5 separate regions of the Sus scrofa genome follow, and all the other regions are linked to region 3. A link is a contact called in public Hi-C, HiChIP or PLAC-seq and promoter capture Hi-C data. All regions are on one chromosome and are shown on one strand. The core of a region is the stretch at or near the end of the contact, and the rest is flanking DNA. Distances in the headings are between cores, read along the strand shown. Region 1 holds the start of PRPF3 (pre-mRNA processing factor 3). Region 2 holds the start of RPRD2 (regulation of nuclear pre-mRNA domain-containing protein 2). Region 3 holds the start of ENSA (alpha-endosulfine). Region 4 holds the start of SETDB1 (histone-lysine N-methyltransferase SETDB1). Region 5 holds the start of CTSK (cathepsin K).

Region 1 (2,700 bases), core at 105-2,604, 240 kb before region 3:
AACCCACTGTGCCAGGCCAGGGATCAAACTTGCATCCCAACACTGCAGAGATGCTGTGATCCTGTTGGGCCACAGTGGGAACTTCATGAGTTTAGCTTTATATAAGTTCTTTACTGAGGGAGACACAGGTTTAAGAAGCACTTGAATCGTGTTCTGCTGGACTACAAAATTGGGGAGGCTTACAAGCTTACAGGTAGTTAAATAAGTTGTTTATTAAAAATTATAATTGGAGGAATTATAATTGGGGTTAAGAACTAGTATCCACGAGGATGTGGGTTTGATCCCACATCAAACTGGCCTTGCTCAGTGGGTTAAGGATCCAGTGTTGCAGCAAGCTGCAGTGTAGAACACAGGTGCGGCTCAGATCCAGTGTGGCTGTGGCTGTGGCACAGACCAGCAGGTGCAGCTCCGATTCAACCTCTAGACCAGCAACTTCTGTATTCTGCAAGTTAGGCCGTAAAAAGGAAGAAAAAAAAAGAAAAGAATTATAATTGGAGCTGGCAAGAAGTAAAGGTGCTTGTTAGGTAAGGATTAGTTGAGGACCAAAATGGTTGATTAGGAATTCCTGTCCTGGCTCAGCGAGTAAAGAACCCCACTAGTATCCATGAGAACACAGGTTCCATCCCTGGCCTTGCCCAGTGGATTAAGGAGCCAGTGTTGCCCTGAGCTGTGGTGTAGGTCACAGTCCTAGCTCTGATTCTGCGTGGCTGTGGCATAGGCCAGAAGCTGCAGCTCTGATTCAACCCCTAACCCGAATTTATATATGCTGCAGGTGGGGCCTAAAAAGTACTAGACTGCCAGCAATTATTTGTTTTGCGAATGAATGGAAGAAAGAAACAAAGGTGTGTGAGAGGGTACTATCTTCAGACTCCTCCCACACTAGTCGGTTTTCTGGGTCTCTTGGCACCACTGTTAAGGACAAAGGCTAAGGAGAGAGTGGTTAATACTAACGATCACTACTCTGAAGTTTACTTCCTACCAGAAAGTCCAGGTTTAGCCCAAACGCAGAAGCTCTGCTTTTAGTTCTAGCCATAGCCTTAGCGCACTTATTCTCCACGGGAATACTACAAGCAGCTCAATTTATGCTTCAGGTAACATTAATTTTGCGCTAATGTAGTTAACAGGTTTAGCACGGGGAACCGAAGGAGCCAAGTAGCTTGCCGGGGGAAATCGTTACGGCTCCGCCACGCATGCGCTCCGCCGCGGAAAAGTAGCTACTACGGCTGCGCGAACCGGGGCCCCGCCCTCTTTCGTCACAAGTTGTGGGACCGTGGCGAGGCAGCAGCCGTGGCGGTAGCGACGGCAGGCCGTAGGGCGGTCGGAGGGTTTCCGGTTCCGGTGTAACGTTCGGGCTCCGTCTCAGGGGCTGAAGTTTGTGAGGTGAGTAGTGGCCCCGGGCCCAGAGAGGGTATGCTCGGGTCCTAGCGGCTGGGGCTAAGTTTCAGTCCAAAGGGAGGACCGAGGCGGGAGGTTCAACAGAAAGGAGGCTGAGGAAAGAACCAGGTTCTGTGCGAGAACGGGTTGGAATGAGATTGTTGAGAGGAAAAGGGCGGGGGCGGGAAAGGGACAGGGTGAGGAGACTACCTCTGAGATGAGTTTGGGTAGAACAAGGTGGGGAAAGGGTCCGGTCAGAGAGATGGAGAGAGCAAAAAGCAAAGGATAGGGTTTAAGGGAGGAAATTCGACTTGTAGCAAAGAAGAGCACGAAGTAAGGAATTCCTTCAGAAGATTAGATTCTGCTACCTGCTCATTGAGATCATTCTGCCTTCCTCTCTCTCCCTCCACACCGTAACCACCCCCACCCCGCCCCACGCAGTTATTGTTGAACGTCTGATTAATGACAAAGCTAGTTACTATTTGGAAGTTTGATTTTTGCCCACTGACTGTTTAGTCTGCACGTTATATTATGGAGGGAATGGGTTGAAATTGAGTACATAAGTATAGTGCTTGGGCATACGGTTCGTTTATAGAGTGGTACCCCGTTTATTGCTTTGGATTTTCAAACGGCTTAAACTTTCTAATCTATGATTCAGTTCTAGTGGAATATAAGCCCTCTAAGGTGAGGATTCTTGTCTCTTTTGTTCACTGTTGTATGTATCCTTGGCAGTATCCCACTACATTAACACTTAGTTGTTGTGCAGTAAATACTTACTGAATGAATTAAGTGCCAGATAGCTATGGCAGTTGTCCTCCTTTTGTAAGATGAATGAACTGAGGCTCAGAGGAATTGCTTGACAGAAGGTTAGTAAATGGAAGAGCTCTTTCTTCACTCCCTATGTTGTCTGAATACCCTTCTTTTGAGCATTGAACAGTTAGCATGTTGAAATTGATAAGCTATAGTGCTGTCTCATGATGGGTAAATAGAGCCATCATAGATTTATTATATAACATGTCAGTAAGACACAAAATCTTTTACTCCTAGTTTCATGACTTCACTAGCTTCATATGGTTATACCAAAATTAAATACACTGTTTAGCAACAGGTCTTATAGAGGATAAACCTACCAAGAATGCAGAAGTTAATTAGACTGTACCGGAGTTCTTGTCGTGGCTCAGTGGTTAACGAATCCGACTAGGAACCATGAGGTTGTGGGTTCGATCCCTGGCCTTGCTCAGTGGGTTGAGGATCCGGCGTTGCCGTGAGCTGTGGTGTAGGTCGCAGACTCGGCTCGGATCCCACGTTGCTGTGGCTCTAGCGTAG
Region 2 (2,700 bases), core at 157-2,656, 210 kb before region 3:
ACAGCTCATGGCAATGCTGGATCCTTAACCCACTGTGCAAGGCCAGGGACCGAACCCTCAGCCTCACGGCTCCTAGTCAGATTCGTTAACCACTGTGCCAGGACGGGAACTCTCCAAAGTCTACTTCCTTTTTTTTTTATTTTCAGGGCCACACCCGAGGCATATGGAGGTTCCCAGGCTGGGGGTCTAATAAGAGCTACAGTTGCTGGCCTACACCACAGCCACAGCAACACCAGATCCGAGCCACGTCTGCCACATACACCACAGCTCATGGCAAAGCCAGATTCTTTTATTTTTATTTATTTTATTTTATCTTTTTGTCATTTCTTGGGCCGCTTCCGCAGCATATGGAGGTTCCCAGGCTAGGGGTCTAATCGTAGCTGTAGCAGTGGCTACAGCAACGCGGGATCTGAGCCAAGTCTGTAGCCTACACCACAGCTCATGGCATCGCCGGATCCTTAACCCACTGAGCAAGGCCAGGGATCGAACCCACAACCTCATGGTTCCTAGTCGGATTCACTAACCATTGAGCCACGATGGGAACTCCCAAAGCCAGATTCTTAACCCACTAAGCCAGGCCAGGGAAGGAACACAACAACCTCGTGGTTCCTAGTCAGATTCATTTCTGCTGCTCCGGGGAACTCCCCAAAATCTATTTTCCACACAACAACCAACATGATCTTTTAAAAAGAATGCGATGTAACTTTTCTTCTTAAAAACACTCTGCTTAAAATTGCTCCCCAACTCAACGTTAAAAGCCAAAGTCCTTCCAGTGGCCTTCCAGGGTCTATGTGAACTCTTTTCCTTCATCTCTGAGATCTCATATTCTACCACTTGACGCCTCTCTTACTCTTCTCTAGCCACAGTGGCCTCCTTGTTTTCCCTCTAAGGTATCAAAACATTCCTGTATTAGGTCCTTTACACTTGCTGTTCTGTCTGCCACCATGTTTTCTTCCCCCTTTCCCATATTTGCTTGGTTGCCTTGTTCTCAACATTCACATCAAGTATCACTTACTACCAGAAGCCATCCTTGATCACCAAACTCTCACTCCCATTCTCTTACAGTGTTATATGTGCAGTGCCCTTCCTCTCCCTTACCCTGCTTCATGCTTCTTGAGAGAAATTATTACTTCCTGATATATGTATTTTTTATGGTCTCCTGCCACTAAGCCCTGGAGGGAAGGGACTTTGTCATTTTGCTGTATTCCCCCACGTCTAAAACTGTACTTGACATAAGACGTTCGACAACTTTTTGTTGAATTAACAAATACTAGATTTGAGCTTGACAAAACAGGTTCCTCGCCTCAAGAAACCTGAGTCTACTAGGGAGAGTGAAAGAGTTAAAATACAATAATTACACGTGTTTAGTGGAACACAGGAGCCTCCAAATCTGTCCAGATGATTTACATAGGAAAATGGGATGGCATGGTTAATCTAGGTTGTGCTAATCAATACAATAGATATCTAAGTCTTTTGGAAACTATGTTTCATGCAGTTATGAAACTGTACCATAATTGGTGAAGGTGCGATTACTTCGCCTTTTATTCTTTTCTCGTCTCAAATTCTACAGGGAAATTTTCCGTTTCACTTCATTTACTTCCTTTCCCTATAATCCAACGTCAAGTGGCTGTAAATGGTATTGTCCAAGGAGAGTGTAAAATATTGCTCGGTCTGGGAGTCTGCGTAGTGAATGGCGCAAGGGAGCTGGCGCATGCGCATCGTCTGAGACACGGCAAAATGGCTGCCAGGTACTTTGTCGCGTTCCATGCCCCAAGGAGTTGCCAGCAGCGGCGGCGGCGGTAGCTGCAGGTGCCAGAACGTAACAGTGGCTGCTAAGCGGTGGGAGTTTCTCGGCCCTGTTGTGTGAGCTGGACTGCTCCGAGAGAGACCTCGCTAGGAAGCAAAACGCCGGGTGGAGCGGTGAAGCCCCTCCCCCAACCTCTCCTTAGTTTGACCAACTCCCTCACCCTCCCCTCCAGGTTTCTCCTCCCAACCCGCTACACGCTGGCTTATTGCGCAGGCGCACAAATAATCGGAGTGTCTCCTTAGCCCTTGGGGCTTGTGGGCTTCTGCGCGCGCTTCTCGTTCCTCTCCCTTGATTGGCCAGGTTGCCCCGCCATCACGCCTCCCTCCGCTTTCTAGGTTGAGAAGGAAGCGGGGGGGCGGAGCCAAGCAGCGCGTGCGCGATACTGTTGCTGTCCCTTTGCTGCTATTGCGTTGCAAAAAAAATCCTGACTAGGTAGCCTTGGGCCTTTCCTGTGTTAGAGGACCTAAAGGGGAGAGAGATTTCTGCAGCTGAAGGGGCAGTCGGGTAGTATTAACTGTAAGATATTAACGCCCGTTCTTAGAGGAGTGTGGGGAAGGGGCTTAAGCATTGAGAGCCGAAGAGTATAAAACCATTAATTTCTGGGCCAGGCGTTTAGAAAAGGCTTTGCAGGACGTGTTTTCTGCGTTTCTTCCGAGATTACTGACTGGTTTAAACACAATCCTTTGAACAATTTTGATAAACCTTCGAAACCCGCAGCCCCTCCTTGCAACGTGTAGGAGCCACCAGCGTGCCCAGCAGCTGGTCCTCCCGTCCTACCTCCAGAAGAGCCTAGCGCGTGCACCATCTCCACCCCCTGGCCTCCCTCCCCACCTGCGGCTTTCACGCACTCGCAGTGATTGTTTTGCCGGCTCCCGCCGCCGCCGCCGCCGCCG
Region 3 (2,700 bases), core at 185-2,684:
GATGTTCCCTTCTAAGCTGGTTATCTGAAAAGTCTCTCTTTGGAGGAGCATAACTCTGTGGCCTTCTCCAGAAATCTTCACCTTAGTAACAAGACAGCATTGCTTCAGCAATTCCATAAACATTGTCATAGGAAGGTGACAAGTAAACGGATTAAAATGACAGTTTTTAACTTCAGGAAAATCATGATACAGTAGGTCCACTAGCATTTACCCACCAGCTTTGCTAAAAAATCAACATCTTTCCTAGTGGGGCAAGTGATGGAAGTTTGGGTAACATGCCAAGAGCCCAATTAGCTTGCAGGGGCTCTTACTGCGTTGTTACTCTTCTTACTTTTCGTGGGCCCTGCTGCCCTTTTCTTTAGTGACTTTTCAAAAAAGATTTGAAGCCAATCTGTGGCTCTTTTTAAAATGGATTTACTTTCACTTCTCTTGGAAAACTGGCAGATACAACACCAGGTATATATCATGAATCCCCGAGTCCAATACTAAATGTTATGTCAAATACAAATCTCCAAAGAGGTTGACGTGTTTTCATCGCATAACTGCGGGTGAACTAAGTCCCCCTGAGTTGGAAGTCTGGGGAGAATATTGTGGCGTCTTTCTTTGTCATTACTGTCTCGGTGTCTTTTCTAGGATTAACCTCCGTGATTCTGTTCAGAGCCCTAGTCCTCTTCAATCTTATTCGGTCTTCTTTGAAGGTGGGCAACAGGCCATCCCCAGTGGTCAAAATAGGTCTCTCGAGAAAGTTGCTGTCTTAAACTAGCCATGATAATAATTCCGCTTCTCCCTTCTCCCAATGTGGTCCTTTTTAAACTTCTTTCCCTCGACCTGTATCTTCTGAGGATTTAGAATGCGGGCCCCTGCCTAGATGTTGGGTCATTTTACCCCTACTAACCAGTAACACACAGAATCCTGGGACCACCAGCCCCCTTTCATTCACCGAGTCTTTCCAAACACCCGCCCCGCGCCCAGGCTCGGCCAATTATAGTACAGCTCCAAAGGGCTGAGCCGAAGACCCATTGGCCAATCAGAAAGGTTACAACACTGAATGACAAGCCACCCAACTAACCAGCGCCAAAGCAGCAGGCCTTGTTGAGGCTCACCCTGCACGACGCAAGAAGCGGCCAACCCCTGCAGAGCCGGAGACCATGGCGACCAATCCGCACCGGTGGGAGATCGTCTCCCGCCCCATCACGGTCGCCCAGCTTGCCCGCCCGCACCCCCTCCATTTCACCTGCTTCTCCTCGCCGGTCTCCTCCGAAGGGTTCTCTTCTTGTTTCTGGGACATGGCGGGGCCGGGACTGTGGAGTGTAGGGGACCCGGGAAGTCAACTGGAGAAGGGAAGGGGGAGGGGACACGGGACAACCTGCGCGGCTTGTTCGGCTCCTGTCACTAGGGTTGCTCAGTCAAAATGGCGGCTCTTGCCTGTGACGTTATGACCGCCCCTTCATGTGCGAGCCAATGGGAGCAGGATAGATGGGGCAATGACGTAACGATCTACCAATAGTTGCTAGCTAAATGTGGGGTCTGTGGAAGCGACGGGCAAGCTGGAAGGCCAATCTGCCAAGGGAATGAACCACAGGGACCAATTGGAAACCCGTGGGGGCTGTTAGGGGGCGGTACGGCTAGGTTTTTTTTTTTTTTTTTTTTTTTTTTTTGCTGCTCTGGTGGGGTCAGGCTTCCTCCGCTCCACCGCCCCGCGCGCAGTAGGCTTTGCTGGGCTTCAAAATGCAGGGCGAGAGGATGTAAGCCTTTTATTGTCAGTTAAAGAGGATTAAACTTTGCTCAGTGTTAGCAGAAAATGATCAATCTCCAGAAATTAATTTAGAGGTCAGAGTGGACTTTAAAGTGGTACTCCACACTACTCCAGTGTGTCACTTGCCATGTGGAGAGACTGAGTCGCCTTGCAGAACACAGATGGCTTACATTCCGTGGTTTTACTTTTATGTACAGTTTTTTTTACTTGTTCAGGGTCGTCCCATGAAGAATAAGCTTCTTTTGAAACAACAAATGTCTAGGTACATGGTAAACATTTAGTAAATACAGTTAACACTTGCTAACCTATCCTGGGTCAGAGTTCAACCGTATTTTTTTAGCATCTGTAGATGGCACTGTATTGTTTTTACAGGGGATACATATGTAGTAAGGCAGTGTCTGCTCTAGAAAGCTTAGTTTAGTGGGCATGTGGGGAGGGTTAGGTTTTTCACAGAGTGCCAGGTGTACCCTAAATCCTTGAGGTTAAATAGACATATCTTCCTAGAGTGTTGGTCAAAAAGCATATTTAAGTATTAAAACAGTCTAATAATAACACTGAAAAATTCACATTAAAATTTAATTTTGGGGTTCCTGTTGTGGCTCAGTGGTAACAAACCTGACCAGGATCCATGAGGATGCGGGTTCGATCCCTAGCCTCACTCAGTGGGTTAAAGATCCGGGGTTGCTGTGATCTGTGGTGTAGGTCGCAGATATAGCTCAGACCCCACATTGCTGTGGCTGTGGCATAGGCTGGCAGCTAAAGCTCGGATCCAACCCCTAGCATAGGAAGTTCCGTGGGCAGTGGGTGTGGCCCTAAAAAAAAATTAATATTCCAGGCAGCCTATTGTGACAGCCCTGGGGCTTTCCGTTCATTTTTTCTGTATAATTAGATATACTTCTAATGGAAAAGTTTGAGAAGCATAGAAAACACAGCTTTTATCATAT
Region 4 (2,769 bases), core at 134-2,633, 230 kb after region 3:
GGAAAGGAACTAAGATAAAAGAACCACAGAGGGAGGAGTTAACTCTGTAGGGAAAGAGTGATGGTCTAGAAAAGTGATTCTTTTGGGGTTTTTTTAGGGCTGCACCCATGGCATAGAGAAGTTCCCCGGCTAGGGGTTCAACTGGAGCTACAGCTGCCAGCTTCCACCACAGCCACAGCAGCGCCAGATCTGAGCCACATTTGTGACCTGCACCACAACTCACAAAGCCAGATACCTAACCCACTGAGCGAGGCCAGGGATCAAACCCACTTCCTCATGGATACTAGTCGGGTTCATTACTGCTGAGCCATGTCGGGAACTCCAACACTGATTTTTTTATTTTATTTTATTTTATTTGTCTTTTTGTCTTTTCCAGGGCCACACCGGCAACATATGGATGTCCCCAGGCTAGGGGTCTAATCAGGGCTGTAGCTGCTGTCCTACACCAGAGCCACAGCAATGCTAGATCCAAGCTGCGTCTGAGACCTACACCACAGCTCACCACAATGTGGGATCCTTAACCCACTGAGTGGGGCCAGGGATCAAACCCGAAGTTTCATGGTTCTTAGTTGGATTCGTTAACCACTGAGCCACTACGGGAACTCCCCAGGTTTATATATTTTTTTAATGAAGTTAGGTGCAGTTAGTGTAAAGATAGCTGGGCAGATTAAAGCAATGACGAGATTCCGTGGTAGTCAACAGTGCTGATTCATCAAATACATCTGGTTCTCCCTCCCTGGAGTGAATGTTCTTCCTGGCCCCTCTGTGTTTGGGTAGGGCCTTATGACTCATTTCCAACCAATGAGTTGTAAATTAAAGTGCCCAGAGTCACTTTAATTGCCAGCGCGAGACCCTCTAGCGTTCTCTCATTATGGCAGGGCAACTCATCCGCCTGGGTTTCTAAGTAGCTCCACAGCGACCCCAGCTGCCCCAGCTGGATTCCTAACCCAGGATTCTTAACACATTGAGCCTCAGGGGGAACTCCATTTTAATGTTTATTGCTGAGTGATTTGTAGTGGCTAAAAACTGAAAACTAGATTTCAAAATATGGGTTATTATGTCATATTATGAAATATTGTGCAACTGCCAAAAAGACAACTTTTCATCCTTTTTGGCTCTTGGCAATACTGCCACCACTTGGAGTGGTGGAAGAGGCGGAGCTTCTGCAATGCACCCCAGGCCACGCCTACTTTAGCCAGACTCTTCTCACGTGTGCTCCGGGAGGCTCCGCTTTGACGCATGCGTATTAGGCGGCGTTTCTCACCCTTTTAGGGGCGCCCTGCCTCTTTGAATTTGACCCCGTCAGGCTACCGTCGTGGCGACCGGAACAGCGCCTCAGGTTTGCTTCCGGCGTCTTTTTTTTTTTTTTTTTTTTTTTCTTCCCCTTCCCTCCCTCACGCTTCTTCCCCTCCCCCTGCTCCCTTTTCCCTTCGGTTTCGTTCTTTCCTACCGAGGCCGACCCCTGAATCGTGGGGTCTGGTCGGTGAGAAAGAGCCATCGTAGCTGGAAGCAGGGAGGTGTGGGAAACACTGTTAATTGAGGTATTTGGAGACCAAGGGCTTATCTCGAATGGTTTGTTTGTGGTGGGAGGTCGGGTGAGGATGGGTAGGAAGTCTTCCCTGAGAGACTATCGGGGGCGGGGTTGAGCTGGGTTCGCGGGTGGGTGGGACGCACCCCTAAAATGAGTAACACGGGGGTGGGGCGGCGTGTGGGCAAAAGAAAAATGGAGACGGTGAAAATTGGCACTGGGGTCGCGCGGCATTCTGGCGTCAGTTTTGTTTGAACCGTTTGATCAGGAAAGCAGTTAACACCAAAGTGTGGGGGCGTTTGAATTGACGATTTGAGGCAGCCACATTTTTTATTCCCAAATTGTTTTATTTCTTTTCACTTTGGGGAAACCTCTTTGCTGCAAGCTTTTGTCTGCTTAAGTATTACAGACTTTTTAAAAATGTAAATTGCCATGTGAAAGCAAAGTAATGTAGGGGGAAAAGTAATTAAAAAGAAATTATTGAGTTACAGACCAAATCCTCTGCTCCAGGTGGGGATATTTACTCAGGTTAGTCATGGTGTGCAAACAGGGATATATCAAATTAGTTAATTAAAGAACACAGGTCACAGAAATCTCTTCGATATGTTGATTCTCTTCAGTTTCCTAAAACATTTTAGATAGCTCCCTGTTGCGTAATATGTGTTCTCCACGCCCTCTCAAACTTTTTCGTTTTATTCAGGTCTGTAGTCTAGCCTGCAAGAGGTGAGAACTGCAAAATCTCAGCTTCAGACACTGGAGAATGGGGAGAAAGAACATGGAATCAAACCTACCTATATATATTTGAGTAACAAATAGCAGAGTAGAAATGAGTTTTGTTAGGTCACTGAAATTCTGTATTGTCGTTATAGTAATTTTAGTTTCCTGCTCTCTATATAGAGGACAACAGTATGTCCTCCCTCCCTGGGTGCATTGGTTTGGATGCAGCAGCAGCTGCAATGGAGTCTGAAGAAATTGCAGAGCTGCAACAGGCAGTCGTTGAGGAACTGGGTATCTCTATGGAAGAACTTCGACAGTTCATTGATGAAGAATTGGAAAAGATGGACTGTGTACAGCAGCGCAAGAAGCAACTAGCAGAGTTGGAGACTTGGGTAATACAGAAGGAATCCGAGGTGGCCCATGTTGACCAGCTCTTTGATGATGCATCCAAGTAAGGACCTTTTGAGAAATAGAAGGAAATCTGTCCATAATTATTGATGACATTGTGCACTTTATACTTCAGA
Region 5 (2,700 bases), core at 200-2,699, 130 kb after region 3:
TTCCTGCTGTGGAGCAACAGGATCTGTGGCATCTTGGGAACCCTGGGATGCAGGTTCAATCCCAGGCCAGGCACAGTAGGTTAAGGATCTGGCATTGCTGCAGCTGCGGCTCAGGTCAGGTCTGATCTCTGGCCAGGGACCTCCACATGTCACAGGACAGCCAAAAAAAAAAAAAATGCTGATGAGTTAAATAACAGAATAGGCTTTATTTATTCTCTTAGCAGGGGAAGAGGTAAATTAATTCTTTGCCCTCTCTCCTGGTGTCCTCCTACCTTAAGATAAAGAAACAGAAAAAGGAAGCAGTCATGCCAGCTTATATACTCACACCCAAGAAAAAAGAGGGTACCTGGTTTTTGACAGGAGTAACATATCCTTTCTTCCGATAATCAATAGAGTCTGGGGTTCTGCCTTCCCAGTCTGGGATATAAAGGGTGTCATTACTGCGGGAATGAGAGGGGGGTACTTTGAGTCCAGTCATCTTCTGAACCACTTCTTCACTGGTCTGGTACAAAGAAGAAAGAAGCCAGGCATAAGAAAGGAACCAAGGCAAACAGGGCAGATAGACCAGGAGCTGAGGCTCAACTCACCATATCGCCCAAGTGGTTCATGGCCAGTTCATACGTATGAACCCCAAGAGAGGCCTCAAGATTATGGATGGAAATATGCTTCAGGTTTTTTTCCCAAATTAAACGCCGAGAGATTTCATCCACCTACACAGAGCATTGTCAGTATTGGCATAGACTGTATCCTGTGTAGAAAGTTACATACCTAATACCATGCAGGTTTTTAGGAGAAGAGATTAAATTTAAAATCACAGAAGTTTACAATCTAGTTGGGGAAATAATCATGGGATTGAGAGCATACAAAGAGAAATACGTAAACAAATGCAAATAATAGGATACAAACCTCTAGAGAGATGTATAGAAAAAAAAAAAAACTGCTTACGGATTAATCGCATTAATCTGAGAAGCCTTCCCGAAAGAGAAATATAAGGCAGTTATAAAGAAAAGGAAGGGTAAGACTTGATGGAGGGTGAATAGAGGATTAGGAATGGAAAGTATATGTTAAGGAGTTCCCTGGTGGCCTAGTGGTTAAGGATCCAGCATTGTCACTGCCATGATACAGTTTCAATCCCTGGCCCACAGGACTTCCACATGCCACAGGTGTGGCCAAAAAGAGAAAAGTGTATGTTAATAGTCAGGGAACAGGGGCAGATTTGCTTGAGGTAATTAAGGTATTGGGTTGAGGAAGGGAGTCTGGAACCTAGGATTGGAGGTCTCAGGTTCCAGCCCTCCCACCATGTTCCCCTCCAGGTTCCCAGGCACCTTGCTGTTATACTGCTTCCTGTAGGTCTTCTTCCATAGCTCCCACTGGGTATCCAGTATCTCCTCAGGGTATAGAGCAGAGCTCATCACAGGCAGCAGTAGTACAACCTTGAGCCCCCACATCCTGGGGGAAGGAGATAATTAGGGGAGACACTTCTATTTGCCAAGGGGTTCCTAACCTGGCTTGGGAATGAGGAAATAGCTGGAACCATATTCTCAGACCAGTAATTCTTAATCTTTAGGTCACAGACTTCCATGAGAAGCTAACAAAAATTTGCAACCCACTGTAGTCCCTCTCACCAGAAAAATGAATGCACACACAATAATTCTGGGGAGTTTATGAACCCAAAGTTAAAAACCCCTTTCTCTGAAACATGAGGCAGAAGAAAACTAGGCTTTGTAAGGAAAGCAGAAAAATTGAGGGTGATTTCCATATGATAAAACAAACAGTGATAGGAAGGGTCTGGGTTTGGATGGAGTGCTGATACCTCTGGTTCCAAGTACTTTGACCTAGGAAGATTCCACACACACACACTTGCACAGACAACCAGAAAAGGTTTAGAAAATGGACAATCAGGATGAGCACAAAAACTGCTCCAATGTCCATGCAGACTTGAAGGAGATGGAAAAAACAAATGCAGGATGGGATGAATGGGTTGGAGAATATACACAAAGGAGAGATTTCCAGCTAAGTTTTTGCTTCCTGATCATTTCTAGGCATTCTTTTGTTCTTTGCCTAAATTCTGATGCTTCTGATCTTACCAGGAGAGGACAAGGGAAATTTTGACAGCATTTCCTTTTCTCTCTCAGGTGTATTCTGTCTTCTTAGGTATTTCTTCCTCCTTTCTCTTCAGGAAACTGTCCTAATCTCAACCAGCTGCTGTGGGCAGGAAAGCTTTTCTTTCTTTTTCGACCAAAACCCCTACAAAACCCTCTGCATCTGCCTCACAGGACAAAAAACCTCAGAACCAAAGTTTGCTAGAAGAACGTTAGACAGAAAAGGAATGTTCTATGATCATTAGAGACACAGCTTTTCAGAAGTTTAGCTTCATTCACTTCTTGTGGTGGCTTGTAATTATGTGTCCTCCATTTTAAGCGCAAGTTAGTCTGTAGCAAGTCACACAGCTTGCATAATTTTCAAATTACGTCCATTTTTGTGCGATCTTTGCAAACTGACAAAATGTCCAGCACAACATTTAGTATCTGGAGTATTAAGGGGCACTGAAATGTCTTGAAGAGTAGGAAGTACTGAGCTACCACCTCCCAAACCTCTCTTCCTGTTAGTAAATTAACCCTTTGATATCTTTGGCCCAAACAAAAACCCCAAGAGGCCACTCTTTGAGGGTTGGGCAAAGGATCCTCTATATTTTTTGCT

What was found. Promoter capture Hi-C pulls out the DNA fragments that hold promoters and counts their contacts. Hi-C and Micro-C count contacts between places; a contact is called where the count stands out from the background. HiChIP or PLAC-seq counts read pairs in DNA pulled down with a chosen protein or histone mark.
Region 1: a promoter capture Hi-C map of liver shows a contact between it and region 3, with 2.0 times the contacts expected there. The contact joins the promoter of PRPF3 here to the promoter of ENSA in region 3. A contact is called at or near these places in 2 of 5 promoter capture datasets (fetal liver and liver), 1 of 47 Hi-C or Micro-C datasets (embryonic fibroblasts) and 1 of 2 datasets of contacts at active chromatin or transcription factors (alveolar macrophages).
Region 2: a Hi-C map of skeletal muscle shows a contact between it and region 3, with 1.8 times the contacts expected there. The contact joins the promoter of RPRD2 here to the promoter of ENSA in region 3. A contact is called at or near these places in 2 of 47 Hi-C or Micro-C datasets (embryonic fibroblasts and skeletal muscle) and 1 of 2 datasets of contacts at active chromatin or transcription factors (alveolar macrophages).
Region 4: a promoter capture Hi-C map of fetal liver shows a contact between it and region 3, with 2.9 times the contacts expected there. The contact joins the promoter of SETDB1 here to the promoter of ENSA in region 3. A contact is called at or near these places in 2 of 5 promoter capture datasets (fetal liver and liver), 13 of 47 Hi-C or Micro-C datasets (alveolar macrophages, blood, brain and 8 more) and 2 of 2 datasets of contacts at active chromatin or transcription factors (alveolar macrophages and skeletal muscle).
Region 5: a contact with region 3 is called in an H3K27ac HiChIP or PLAC-seq map of alveolar macrophages. The contact joins the promoter of CTSK here to the promoter of ENSA in region 3. A contact is called at or near these places in 1 of 5 promoter capture datasets (fetal liver), 2 of 47 Hi-C or Micro-C datasets (embryonic fibroblasts and epiblast stem cells) and 2 of 2 datasets of contacts at active chromatin or transcription factors (alveolar macrophages and skeletal muscle).

The regions. Positions count from the first base shown.
Region 1 is chr4:98,770,285-98,772,984 of Sscrofa11.1, reverse strand. It overlaps PRPF3 (pre-mRNA processing factor 3), which reads left to right and starts at 1,354. Exons shown (of 16, transcript NM_001135965.1): 1 at 1,354-1,380. It overlaps LOC110260326 (a long non-coding RNA gene), which reads right to left and starts at 1,212. Exons shown (of 2, transcript XR_002343444.1): 1 at 980-1,212; 2 at 191-442.
Region 2 is chr4:98,733,312-98,736,011 of Sscrofa11.1, reverse strand. It overlaps RPRD2 (regulation of nuclear pre-mRNA domain-containing protein 2), which reads left to right and starts at 1,406. Exons shown (of 11, transcript XM_013988087.2): 1 at 1,406-2,700.
Region 3 is chr4:98,526,636-98,529,335 of Sscrofa11.1, reverse strand. ENSA (alpha-endosulfine) reads right to left here and starts at 1,434. Exons shown (of 4, transcript XM_021089895.1): 1 at 1,235-1,434. The coding sequence starts at 1,288.
Region 4 is chr4:98,291,684-98,294,452 of Sscrofa11.1, reverse strand. SETDB1 (histone-lysine N-methyltransferase SETDB1) reads left to right here and starts at 1,383. Exons shown (of 22, transcript XM_005663488.3): 1 at 1,383-1,541; 2 at 2,426-2,696. The coding sequence starts at 2,437.
Region 5 is chr4:98,391,775-98,394,474 of Sscrofa11.1, reverse strand. CTSK (cathepsin K) reads right to left here and starts at 1,449. Exons shown (of 7, transcript NM_214302.1): 1 at 1,326-1,449; 2 at 588-710; 3 at 347-502. The coding sequence starts at 1,448.